3 separate regions of the Mus musculus genome follow, and all the other regions are linked to region 2. A link is a contact called in public HiChIP or PLAC-seq and promoter capture Hi-C data. All regions are on one chromosome and are shown on one strand. The core of a region is the stretch at or near the end of the contact, and the rest is flanking DNA. Distances in the headings are between cores, read along the strand shown.

Region 1 (3,777 bases), core at 504-3,003, 97 kb after region 2:
GCCATTCTCCAGTAACAGGCCTGGAAGAACTAGGTATCTCCTGACCTGACTATCAAACTGGCTGGGAGTGAGAGAGTACTTGTTTCCCAGAAAGACACTCACAGCTTCTCAGATCACCTCATGAAACGGAATGAAGCCCAGACAATAATGGATCAGTGGGCGTTCTGACCAGGACTGCTTAGATATGCAAGTTCCTAGCCCTCTGTTTAAATTTCAATTTCACTTTAGGGTTCTGAGATGGACTTGAAGTGGTCACTGGATCTGCCTCTTCCCAATGTGACCACAATGAGCAAATCTCCTTTCTGGTTCTCTCTATTGGTCTGGTTGGGTAGATCTATTTATCTATTGTCTTCTTGGGGTAGAGACTGTGACAGGACTGTGACCCCCCCCCATCTTTTGGTAGCAGTCCCTGCTCTTTGAGAGTCCCAGGAGATGAGCTCAGCTCGGCCCCGGAGGTGATGTCATCTGAGTCTTCTCCGGAGGGACTTCCAAGGGAGCCCTGTGTGAGTTCACTCTGCACTTCTGTTTTCAAACAGCTGCTCTCTGCTCCGGTCTCTGGGTGCCACTCTCAGTTCTCTCTTTGATTCCCACCCAAACCAACAGAGAAGCCAAGTGAAAGAGTAAAAACTCCCTTATGTATGTAATCAATCCACTGAAAACGAAGGTCCAAGGAGAAGCCAGCGTGCCTGTCTCGGGGACCTACACTCCAGCATACACAAGGACATTGCTACCTTTAAAGTCATGTTGACCACCTTGCCCCAAGGGTCTCATGGTAGCGCATCAACCCCAAAGGGACTCACTGTTCACTTCTTCCCCCTCCGTCCTCACTGTTCTCATTGGTTTGTTTTTCTAAGTGTATGAGTGCCTGGCCTGCATGTATGTCTAGTGGGCGTAATGCCCACAGAGGCCACAAGAGGGTGCCAGAGCTCCTGGAACTGGAGTTATGAACAGTTGTGGGCCACCGTATGGCTGCTGGGAATGGAACCTGGGTCTTCTGTAAGAACAAGTGCTCTTGAGCACTAAGCCATCTCTCCAGCCCCCTCTTTGTTGTCTTCCTCTGAAACCTTCTTACCATTCCCATCACCACATAGATTCTTCTACTTTCAGCTAACCACTTTGTTTCCTCTGGATCATTCATTGTTACATCCATTAGTTAATTTGTGAGTCCTCACCTGCCTCCCTCTGTCACATCTCCTGAGAGCATGGCTCTTGCCAATCTGCATACCCCAGGACACCCAAACAGATATGTGCCACCAGGACACTCTAATTTGGTCTAGTGTGGTATACCAAGTGGTACAGAAAAGGGGGACACATGAAGAGGATGCAGATCTAGAGGCAACATTGGGAAGCATTAAGTCTCAGGGACCTGAAGAGTGGCATCGGCTTCCCCAACACCTCACTGGCAAAGCACTGAATTAATTTAGAAAGGATCCCTTAGAGAACTCCGAAAAGTCCGTGAAGATGACAAGATGATGTTTCTTCAAGAGGATGCTCAGGGAAAAGGTCAAAGTGAGAAAATTATAGAGGAAGTGGACTGGGAAGAGGGGTGTCTCGTACTGGGAGCTACAGGGTATGAGGCAACTGAGGAAAACCGGTACTGGGGGTAGCCAGGAGGTGGAAGGAGCAGAGAGCTTTTCCGAATGCTGTCACTAGGTGGCGCCCGAAGACAGAAACTGGAAGGCAGGACATTCACGCGAGCGTGCAGATTCTCCAAGTCACTTCCCCGGAAATGACTCAGCAGGGATGACTTCAGCAGGTGGGGTTCTTCCGCTTGCGACCCAGGCTGCACGACGTTACATCAGGCACTGGGTGCAGAGGAAGTGGGCTTCTCATTTCATTCACGGAGTACCCACTCTTCACTCATCATCAGTCCAGTCCGGGTTCTTTTGTATCTGGGCAATGTCGTGAGAGCATCTGACTGATCCCTGCACGGAACAACGTGAAGTAAATGGATGACAGAGTGGAAAACACTCTAAGCCAGCCCAGCCCAGCCTCGCTCACAGTTCTAGCGCATGCTCTCTCTCCTCTGAAACCAGGCATCACTAGTCAACTTCACCCTGTGCCTGGCATTTATGACACACTGCCCTACAGACTGAGTCCATATCTTATCTCCCTGACTGTGGAATGTAGCATGTGCTGGTCATATCTCATTAATCACTTTTATCTCATGAACATCCCTCCCCAACACTCAGCATAATATCTGGACCACTGGCCTGTTTGGTAAAGATCTGATGATGATGGTGGTGATAATAAAGGGGGAGGAGGAAGAAGCAGAGGATGGAGGAGGAAGAGGAAGAAGAGGAGGAGGAGGTGGAGGAAGAAGAAACCATAGGCCATCGCCAATGAGGTAGTTACTTGCCTAGCAAGTCCTACACATCATAGATATTAACGATGACAAAGGTCACTGGAGCAGGGAGGGGAGGTGCCTGGGCTGGCTGTGAGGGTACTCAGCAGCTCTACTCCCAGCATCATATCTTAGGCAGGAAGTGGTACAGAGAATCCCCATAGCAAGGCCTTTACCACCCCCATTGCTAACAGAGCAGTTTGGGTCCTACTGGACTACGACTCCATCATTATATCCTACTGGGCTGCAGTCTCGTAATAGAGGAATGCAAGGCCTAAAAATCAGTATTGAGACGTCCAAGATACCTGCCATCTGTGCAACACTGAGTCTGCACCTCTGTCTACACAGTAGCTGTTGTGCTTTATAAAAGAGAGCCAGGATATGTTTGATAGAACCAAGTATGGTACAGTGGGAGGGGGCCTTGGTGGGCCTGTGCTGTGACATCCCTTCTCTCTGAGGTACCAGCCATAGGACAGGTATAGTGTGGACAGAGTTTATTTATGCGTGGGAAGGGGGGTTGGGAAGGGAGTAGAGACAGAGAAAGACAGGGGGTAGAGGGAGAAGGAGAAAGGGGTCAGCGAGAGAAGAGAGTCAGGGGTGGGGGCAGAGTGAGCAAGGAGCGACCAAACAAAGTCTTTAAGAACAAGCCAGGCCTACCTGGCTGTTGCTAGGTAACTGTTGGGCGGAGCCTAGAAGGAATGCTAACAGGGGCCATGCCACTGTACCCCATTGTGTACTTTCCAGTTCAAGGCGAGGGTAGGCGGTGTGAATGTGCATGCTGATAGCTGACCAGGGCCAGAGGGGGAAGGAGGAGGTGGTTACCAAAAATACCCGGATACAAGGCTTGCTCAAGCCCAGCCGTCTGTACAGGCAGCTTCCTAAGTTTGAGGCTGGAGATCTCATCCTTTACCAATCCGATGCCATCTTTTGGGCTTACTTTACTATTAAAACGGATAATGAGGCAGAGACAGGCGGATTTCTGAGTTCGAGGTCAGCCTGGTCTACCAAATGAATTTCAGGACAGCCAGGGCTATACAGAGAAACCCTGTCTTGAAAAAAAAAACAAAAAACAAAAAAAAAAAAACAAAACAAAAACAAAAACAAAAACAAAAACAAAAAACAAAAAAAAAACCAAAAACCTGATAATGAGATTCAATAAGGAAAGCTAAAGTGGACCTGGCCTCTGTCCTTGCTGAGGCTTTGGTCGTCCTTAGCTATGTAGTTAGAGACAGTCTGAGCTACATGACTCTGTCTCGAAATTACCACATACCGTGAAGTACATAGTTGTGGCTATGGTAAGTGCTTCACGGGAGAGGCATCTGCCACATGAAGGCGTGTTGTAGGAAGATTTAGACAGGACAGGGCCCCCTTCGACCCCACAGAACTCGGAAATTGTATAGAAACAGGTGTCTGTGCCAAGCCATATATGGCCT
Region 2 (3,839 bases), core at 634-3,133:
GTAAACACAAGGAAAACCGTTGTTAACTGGCAGCTGGACTTTGACCAGCTCTTGCAGGGAGAGGCAGGAGGATAGAGGGAAAGAGCAGGGAGGGCTGAGCCTGGCCTGTGTTACCCCGTCCTCTCTTGTGGGCCGAGAGCTAGGCTCATTCTGGCCTCATCAATGGGAAAGGACTGGTTGCCACACACAGGTAGCTTAGTGGTTTGCTCAGGGCCAGAGTTTGGCAGTTCTATTCTGCAGTCTAGCGGCCATTGCTCTGTGACCTTGTGGCCTGACCCTTCACCCATGCTGACCATCTACCTCCTCCCTCATCAGCAACACCCAACTTTCATTCCGTGGTGGCAGCAGGGCAGGGTGAGACATGGTTCTGGCTCTCACTTCCTGGAATGGGTTCCTTATTACCTACAGCCTCTCATTTGCTCGGGCTTCCTGCTTTACAGAGTCTGTTCACACACATTGCTTTGCTCAGCCTTTCTAAGCATCCTGTGTATGTGCCAGGGGTTTTGGGAACCACGCTGTTTCCCTTCTACAGGGGTAGAGGATGCGTTGAATCTCAGTGAAATTAAAGTCTCAAGACCTTGCAGAGAGCTGGCATCCTGGTATTGAGTTCCACATCAGCTTTTGCTCCTGTCAGCTGCCTTAGAAATGGCACCCTGGCCAGTGGCTCATCCAAGAGGGGGCAACCCAGGGTTCCTCAGTGCTACAAAGCAGTGGCTCACAGTCTGGAGGTGGGCACTGCTCCCTTCCTTCCTCACTGACCCCAGTGGGGGCACCTCTGCACAGGACCCCCTCTGATGGAGTAGTAGGTAGTTAGTGCTTCAGTCCCAGCCCTGGTCTAGTACCGACAAGGCAGTTCCTGGTGTTCTGCCCTTACCAGACACTAGCATTTTGCAAGACTTTTTTACTAGTGGGTCACTGGAAGCGTTAGGTAGCACCTACCCCCTTTTGTCATGGGGGAGGCAGGTCCTTTCTTCAACCTTTCTGTTTTACTGCCTGAGCGACTGCTGAGGATTGGGGAATCAAGACCCACTGGCTCCCACTTTAGGCCTGGCGATTATCTCTTCCCCTTCCTGGTTCTCAGCTGTCCCCCTTGAGAGGACAAGCCAGCAGCAGAAGATGCTAAAGATAGTCAATGGAGATGAGCATTAAAGAGATCAAACAGAAGAGCCCCACAGACACCCCTGATTGTTTTGGGGGGCATATCTATACTGTTTTCTTTATAAAGGATAGGAGTGACTTTTCTCAGGGAGTGTCTGAGGGTCACTGTGACACCAAAGTAGCCCTTGCCTTTGAAGAAACCATGACATCCTCCAGGGCGCGCGCACACACACACACACACACACACACACACACACACACACACACACGAGACAGTATGCAAAGGAACAAGCATGACTTTGAGGCGATTGGTGGACAAAGACAGCCCTGACTTCTATCTACGCCCACCTTCAATGATGGAGGCAGAGGAGCCCTGATGGGTATGAGAGGCTGGACGTGGAGGTGACTCAATTGTGACCTCTTTTTTATTAAGCCTGGAAGGTGTTATAACATTCTCAGTTAATGACCCCACAGGTTCCTTGAACAGCCCTTTGTGGACAGCTGCCCTCCCCACCCTGAGGGCCCCTGTACTTACCATACTGCTTTGGTAATCCTCCTAATTTTCTTACAGCCTGGAGCTAGCTCTGCCACCCAAGACAGCAGGAGGGGGGTGGGGGGGGGTCTTCAAATGAGCCTCATTAGGAAGCGGCTCAGAAAGCCCTGGTCAGCACTGAGCAGAGGGGGCCCAAGTGCAAGGCTGGCCTTGCTCCTTGATGGCCCACATTCTCTTCTTCCTCTTCCTTCCGCAAGCCAGCTACCACCTGCCACTGTATCTAGGAGTGACTTGAGGACTATTGGGGCTGGTCAAGTCCTATAACACAACCGGTGAAGTTGCCAAACTGGAATGATTATGTGTCTTGTAATCTGACACCCAGTCGTTAGGGGCAGGGACAACACCTGGAGTGGTTCATAGGCCTAAGGACAGGTGACACACCTAAAGAGTTACACAAGCCTATCTGCTTGAATGCCTTTCATCCAACCAGGAAGGCAGGAGGGCGGGCATTGGCTGAGGCTAGTTGACGGCAGACAACTCTTTCTCTTTCTCTTTCCTCTGGTTGTGTGACTTCTCACCATGGCGGTGCTTTTTTGTGGGTTGCAGGAAGTTGGCACGGTAGATTACTAGCTTGTGTCAGGCATTAGGATTGGGGTGTCCATGTGGATCTCATCCCTAAAGAACATGTGTGTTCTTCCCTTCCCAAGACTCAGAGTGAGTGTTGGGCGAATGAGCAACCTAACCTACCTGGCAAGCAATGCGCCTTTCAAATAGCGTACTGCTGGAAAGTCACCAGTGTACTACAACTAGGGCTAGGTCCTCTTCTTCACAGGCTCATTTTTGATCCATGTCTTGCCACATAGGATAGTTGGAACCACCCCAGGCCAGGGGCTGTATGAAGTGGAACTTTGGGATCAGACTGTACAGCTAAAAGGGACCTGGACATTTACAGAGTCCCTGGGGCAAAACCTCCCGTCACATACACATTAAAAAAAATGTACATTGTGTTCTGTTTCACATCTGGTTCTCCTGGGAGAACAGTAAGATGTATGCCTTAGCTCTTCCATTTAGCAATGTGCTTCTGTGCGCCATCTCGTTAACTCTCATGATAACCTCATGGAGACAATTTTGTTCTATTCGACCTTTGGGGATGGTAAAGAAGTTTCTAACAGAAGAACAGTGGTGGTTGGAACCTGAGTCCTCTCCCACTGCCAGTCAGGATGGGCTGCCATCCTGACCCTACAGAGGCATCAGAACACTGGGGATATGGTTGCTATGGTCTATGTTGAGTAGCCTAGGTTCCATCTGAGGCCAAACCTATAGGGTCTTCAGGGCCTTCTGAGTCCACGAGGCTCTCAAACTTCCTCACCCCAGACAGAGACCTTTAGAGCAGGAAGTTTGGGGCCATAGCACGGCTTCTTAAAGAAGAATTTCAGCGGTGGGTCACCTGTGGCCAGGCCTTCCTTGTTGGGTTCCAGTCTGTGCCAGGATAAACATCTGGCCTATATGTTTTCTTTCCTCACCCAGTGCTCAGGTGAGCCAGGAGGGACTGCTGCAGGGCAGGGCTGGCAGCAGGGTGATTGCTCAGCACTCCTGGCTCAGGCTTTGGCTCAAGTTCCCAGATGATTCTGGGAAGGCATTGCATGGGCCTGGGAAGGAGGCAGTCAGGCGGGACTGAATAAGCTGCTGTGATACTCAGGGGAGGAACATAACAGCTGAGAGACGGAGGCCCTGTGGCCTGTAGGAAACAGGCCTGCCTCTCCCAGGTGCCCGGTGTGAACAGCTAAGCCATAACTCCTTCTTCAACGGGAGGCCTCAGCCTTTTTAGGGGATGGTATGAGTATGGGTATGGGTAGAGGGTACAGGGTCTCCTGTAGCCCAGGCTGGCCTCTAATTCACTGCTTTAGCCCAGAATGACGAGAACTTCAGATCACCTTGCCTCTACCTACTGAGTCCTGAGAATAAGATGTGCCTCATAACTTTTGGTTTATGTATGCAGTGCTGGGGATAGAACCTGCAGCCTTGTAAATGCTAGGAAAACATTCTATCAGCCAAAGCCCACCCCAGAGCCTCCCTCTGCCTTTAGATTTCCTGCTGGCTTTCCCCTCCTCCTCGCTCGCTCACCGCTGGCTTCCTGCTTCTCCTTCCCTCTCCCTTGCAGCAGATTTCCCTTTCTCTCTTTGCTCCTCTCCCCAAGTGTGTCAGCTTCAGAGTCACTGTGACCCTGGGGCTTTTGTTCCTCTCACTC
Region 3 (3,578 bases), core at 160-2,659, 65 kb after region 2:
ACATCTTGTGGTCCAGGCACAGGGTATCCCCACAGTCCCTAGTTTCTAGGAAAGCTGTAGCTCAGACATGGACATCAGTATAATCAGATGCCTAGGCGAGCCTCAAATGGAGACAATGAACGTCAGCGGTCCAGCCTCCTGGCCTCCTCGAAAACTCAGCTGTGAAGTACCTGTAGTCTCCCACTCTATTAGTTCTAAAGAGCTGACACAGGAGCCTGGAGCTAGCAGCTTGCCAGTATGACCAGGAGCAGAGGAGTGACCCCCTTGAGATCCTCTGCCCTTTTTGTAACAATACAATAAGCATTCCTATTGAATTCTCCTGATGAGTTCTGCGGGCTTAAGTGTGTTGCAAGGACAATAGCCCTTGTTCCTCTCCAGCCTTCTTGACCCTTTAAGATGTCTCCTCTTGAAGGCAGCTCTGCAACACTTTCCTTCTCCAAACTGCCAGCTCTCTGAGAGTCACAGTTCTCAGTTCTCTTTCAGTGACCCTGTCATTCTCAGAAAACATACTTGTCCCAGCCCTTCCCCCCCCCCACCCCTTTCTTTGAATCTCAAGGTTGTGTTTCAGTTGCAAAACTCTGAGAGGGGGAGTGAAAACCTCAGCCCGTGTTTGTGATGTTCAGCGGGGCACATCCCCAGTGCCTCTGTAGATAACATGACTGACTGTGCTCTTTTTACTTTGAACTCCTGTAAAAGTGTGTTTTGGGGTCCCCGGTCTTCGTACTTCTGTGCCACTTGGTCCCTCCAACTCTCCACTTTTTCATTCTCTCCTGGGCTACAGGAACCTAGCCTGAGCTGAGGAGTGGGTAAAGTGTGTGTGTGTGAGGGGGGTGGGCAGCAGGCAGCGGAGATGAATTGTGGGCTAAAGACTAACAGGGTGGTCGGGAAGGGTGGGCAGAAAGAAGGGATGGGGTGAGATGGTAGGGTTCAGGGAGAGGAGCCTAACTAAGAAGGGGCACGATCAGACCCACGGAAGAACCAGAACAGCCGAAAAGTGAGGGCTAAGTTATGGATTGTCCGGAGGTGGTAGGATAATGATTTGAGGAACAAGGGTACGTACAGGACGGAAACTATAGGCTTTACCCATCCATCGCTGGCCACTCCCAAACAGCCACAGTTAATCTTAGCCTCCTCCACTTAAACAGCAGGTGAGCCGGAGACCGTTTTGCCAGCATGAAGGAGCTGGGGCGGGACCCCAGCCCATCCAAGCAGATTCTCCCGCGAATGTGAACTTTAAAGCAACAGAGCGAGCGCTGGGGAGCCTACCGTATGCAATGAATTCTAGGCTCAGGCTGGAGATCGTGACGAGGAATGGGAGCAAACGCGACAACATCCTGGGCGCACAGCGGCATCGTCCACTGGAGCCGGCCTTTACGCCTCCGGCCGGCGGCGTCCTGAGAACTGAAGACTGCCGCTGGATCCACAGGGCCAGCTTGACATCAACCTGAAGGCGGAGCCTCGTTGCTCCGCCCTCAGCCCACGGAGCTTGGGAACCTCCGCAGGAACCTCAGCAGGCAGCGAAGTCTAGCTAGTTCTGGGGCATTTGTCTCAAGGTGAAAGAGCAGCTGAGGCTTTCTGTGGCTGGGCTCTTAACTCTCACACCGACTGGACAGCCTGTCTCCCCTCTCCCTCCCCCTCCCCTTCCCCTTGCCCCCTTCCCCTCTCTGTTGTAGCAATTGGAATTACTGACTGGGCCAGGAGCAAAGCACAAGCGTGCAGGTACATGTGTGAAAGTCCTGGGACCTCTATGCAGGGCCCTCTGCTAAGCCAACAGTGAGGGAACGTCCCTACCTGACTCTTGGTGGGAGTCCATGACACCCCCAGGCCCTTTAGGTTGTTCTTGCCCTAAATCTGCAGGTTAGAAGTGTCAATAGGCGCCTTGAGGGACCTGGTATCACTCAGATGCCTCTTCAGTGACCAGGACATCTGTCTGCCCTCCAGTGTCACCAAAGATGTTAATTGTGTGAGAGACCAAGCTTTGTCCACCTGACTTATTGGCAGGTGGCGCTGATACTGTGAGTATGTCACTTACATGATTTTCAGGGATCTAATTGTGAGGTGTACAGCGCCCGTGGGGTCATCTGCCAGGTACATATTCATGCTATCCTGGAAGCCCTGTTTTTGTTCTGAGGAGGCACAGAAGCCAAGGAAGGGCTGGAGTCACTAGGATGCCCTTGCTCTCAAGAAGTCACTTTCTATTCCCCTCAGAGCCTACCTGTCACACGGAAGACACTACTGCCTTGAGAAGGCTTGGCCAGCCATCGGTCTGCAAATTGCATGATTCTCAGTGCCAATACCAATCCTGCCTCCCATCAAATTAGAAACTGACTGAAAACAGTATGAGGTATTTGTTAAATTTTTCTTTTTCTTCCTGGAAATTGGATTGGATGGTTCTCCGGTGTGAAGTTCGTAGATGACAAAGTACTGTTACTATGTCAAAGATTTGGGCAACCTCTGAACCTGGAGAAGGACCCTCCAACTTGGGGGTGTCAGACACGAGCACTGCCGTCGTGACCTGAGAGCTAGTGATGCACACCACCCCCTTGGCTTGTGGAGACACAAGCTTTGTCTAAACACCGTGGGAGTGGATAGTGCTATGTCCAGTGGCCTAGACAGAGGATGCCAAGTGGAGTGGGATCATGTTCTGTGCCGAGGGAACTCACTGGGAAAGGTGCTTGTCTGTGAGGACTGGGCTGCCCTAGCTATTCAGCTAGTTGGAAGTAATATCTGTGAACCATAGCATCGAGCACACACACACACACACACACACGCACACACACACAATCAGTGAGAACCACACTCAGGGATACCCTCGTCACTGTGAATACCCTCATGTCAGCCATGTTGGAAAACTTCAGACTTCTTAATGTGGGAGGACTTTGTTTTAATTGCTGTTCTGCACTGCCCATCCTTCCGCTGGTAAAGCACATATACTGCTTGGCGTGACACAAGTACCCAGGCGTGACGCAAGTACCCGGGCATGACTTCTTAGTCCCCGTTTACCTCTTAAAAAAGAGGACACTGCGGTGTTTCTTCCTCAGTTGTCTTCCTTTTAGTTTTTGGTTGAGTTATAAGAATTTTAAAGCCTTGCACCTTGGCTGTTTTAAGGGACGATCGAGATGGTTCTTCCACATACCAGAATTTACAGTCACAAGCTGATGCTGGCCAAAACCAGGCCCCTTCCTCTAGAAACCACCTTGCCAGAGACAGAAAGTGAGCGGAGATTTTAACAGTTTCTGGGAAGGAAAGTACAGACTAACAAGGGGACACAGGGCTGAGAACAAGGAAGGTTCCATGGCAGAGGTGGCCGGTTATCTGAGACTTGAGCGCTGCGTTGTAATAGGCAAGTTGATGGATGGATAGGGAGGGGATTGGGACATTGGAGATGAGGGGATACAGCAGTTTTAGAGAAGTCTGTAAAGTGGGCACACATCCTAGGGCTGACATAATTTGGCCCTTGCTCGGGGCAGAACCAGCATTGAGTGTGGGCTTCCTGCTACACTCCCTGCTTCCTGCATAGCACCCAGGGAGAAGCTGCATTAGGCACATAATTATCATACCCGAGGAAAGAAAAAAAA

Evidence for each region. Promoter capture Hi-C pulls out the DNA fragments that hold promoters and counts their contacts. HiChIP or PLAC-seq counts read pairs in DNA pulled down with a chosen protein or histone mark.
Region 1: a BATF HiChIP or PLAC-seq map of CD8 T cells shows a contact between it and region 2, with 13 read pairs. The contact joins the enhancer-like site here to the promoter of Tmprss4 in region 2. A contact is called at or near these places in 9 of 39 promoter capture datasets (the C10 cell line, HPC-7-derived erythroid cells, embryonic stem cells and 4 more), 1 of 15 datasets of contacts at CTCF or cohesin (large pre-B cells), 25 of 484 Hi-C or Micro-C datasets (B cells, the BV-2 cell line, CD4 T cells and 20 more), 5 of 115 datasets of contacts at active chromatin or transcription factors (CD8 T cells, T-cell acute lymphoblastic leukemia, bone marrow-derived macrophages and 2 more) and 3 of 9 other capture datasets (adipose tissue, liver and macrophages).
Region 3: a promoter capture Hi-C map of macrophages shows a contact between it and region 2, with 6 read pairs. The contact joins the promoter of Il10ra here to the promoter of Tmprss4 in region 2. A contact is called at or near these places in 3 of 39 promoter capture datasets (embryonic stem cells, macrophages and stem cell-derived epiblast-like cells), 1 of 484 Hi-C or Micro-C datasets (Th1 cells), 4 of 115 datasets of contacts at active chromatin or transcription factors (CD8 T cells, bone marrow-derived macrophages and embryonic stem cells) and 2 of 9 other capture datasets (adipose tissue and liver).

What each region holds. Positions count from the first base shown.
Region 1 is chr9:45,298,903-45,302,679 of GRCm38.p6, forward strand. No RefSeq gene overlaps it. Among named protein-coding and RNA genes, the nearest start is that of Tmprss13, 18 kb to the right of the region's middle. Within about 2 kb of position 1,754, at least 318 of the 459 cell types and tissues checked have an H3K27ac peak or open chromatin away from gene starts, as enhancers often do. A contact at or near this core is called in B cells, the BV-2 cell line, CD8 T cells and 19 more, where this site is marked.
Region 2 is chr9:45,202,152-45,205,990 of GRCm38.p6, forward strand. Tmprss4 (transmembrane protease, serine 4) reads right to left here and starts at 1,884. Exons shown (of 13, transcript NM_145403.3): 1 at 1,634-1,884. The coding sequence starts at 1,636. The region is part of intron 1 of BC049352 (cDNA sequence BC049352); the gene reads left to right.
Region 3 is chr9:45,267,740-45,271,317 of GRCm38.p6, forward strand. It overlaps Il10ra (interleukin 10 receptor, alpha), which reads right to left and starts at 1,410. Exons shown (of 7, transcript NM_008348.3): 1 at 1,267-1,410. The coding sequence starts at 1,333.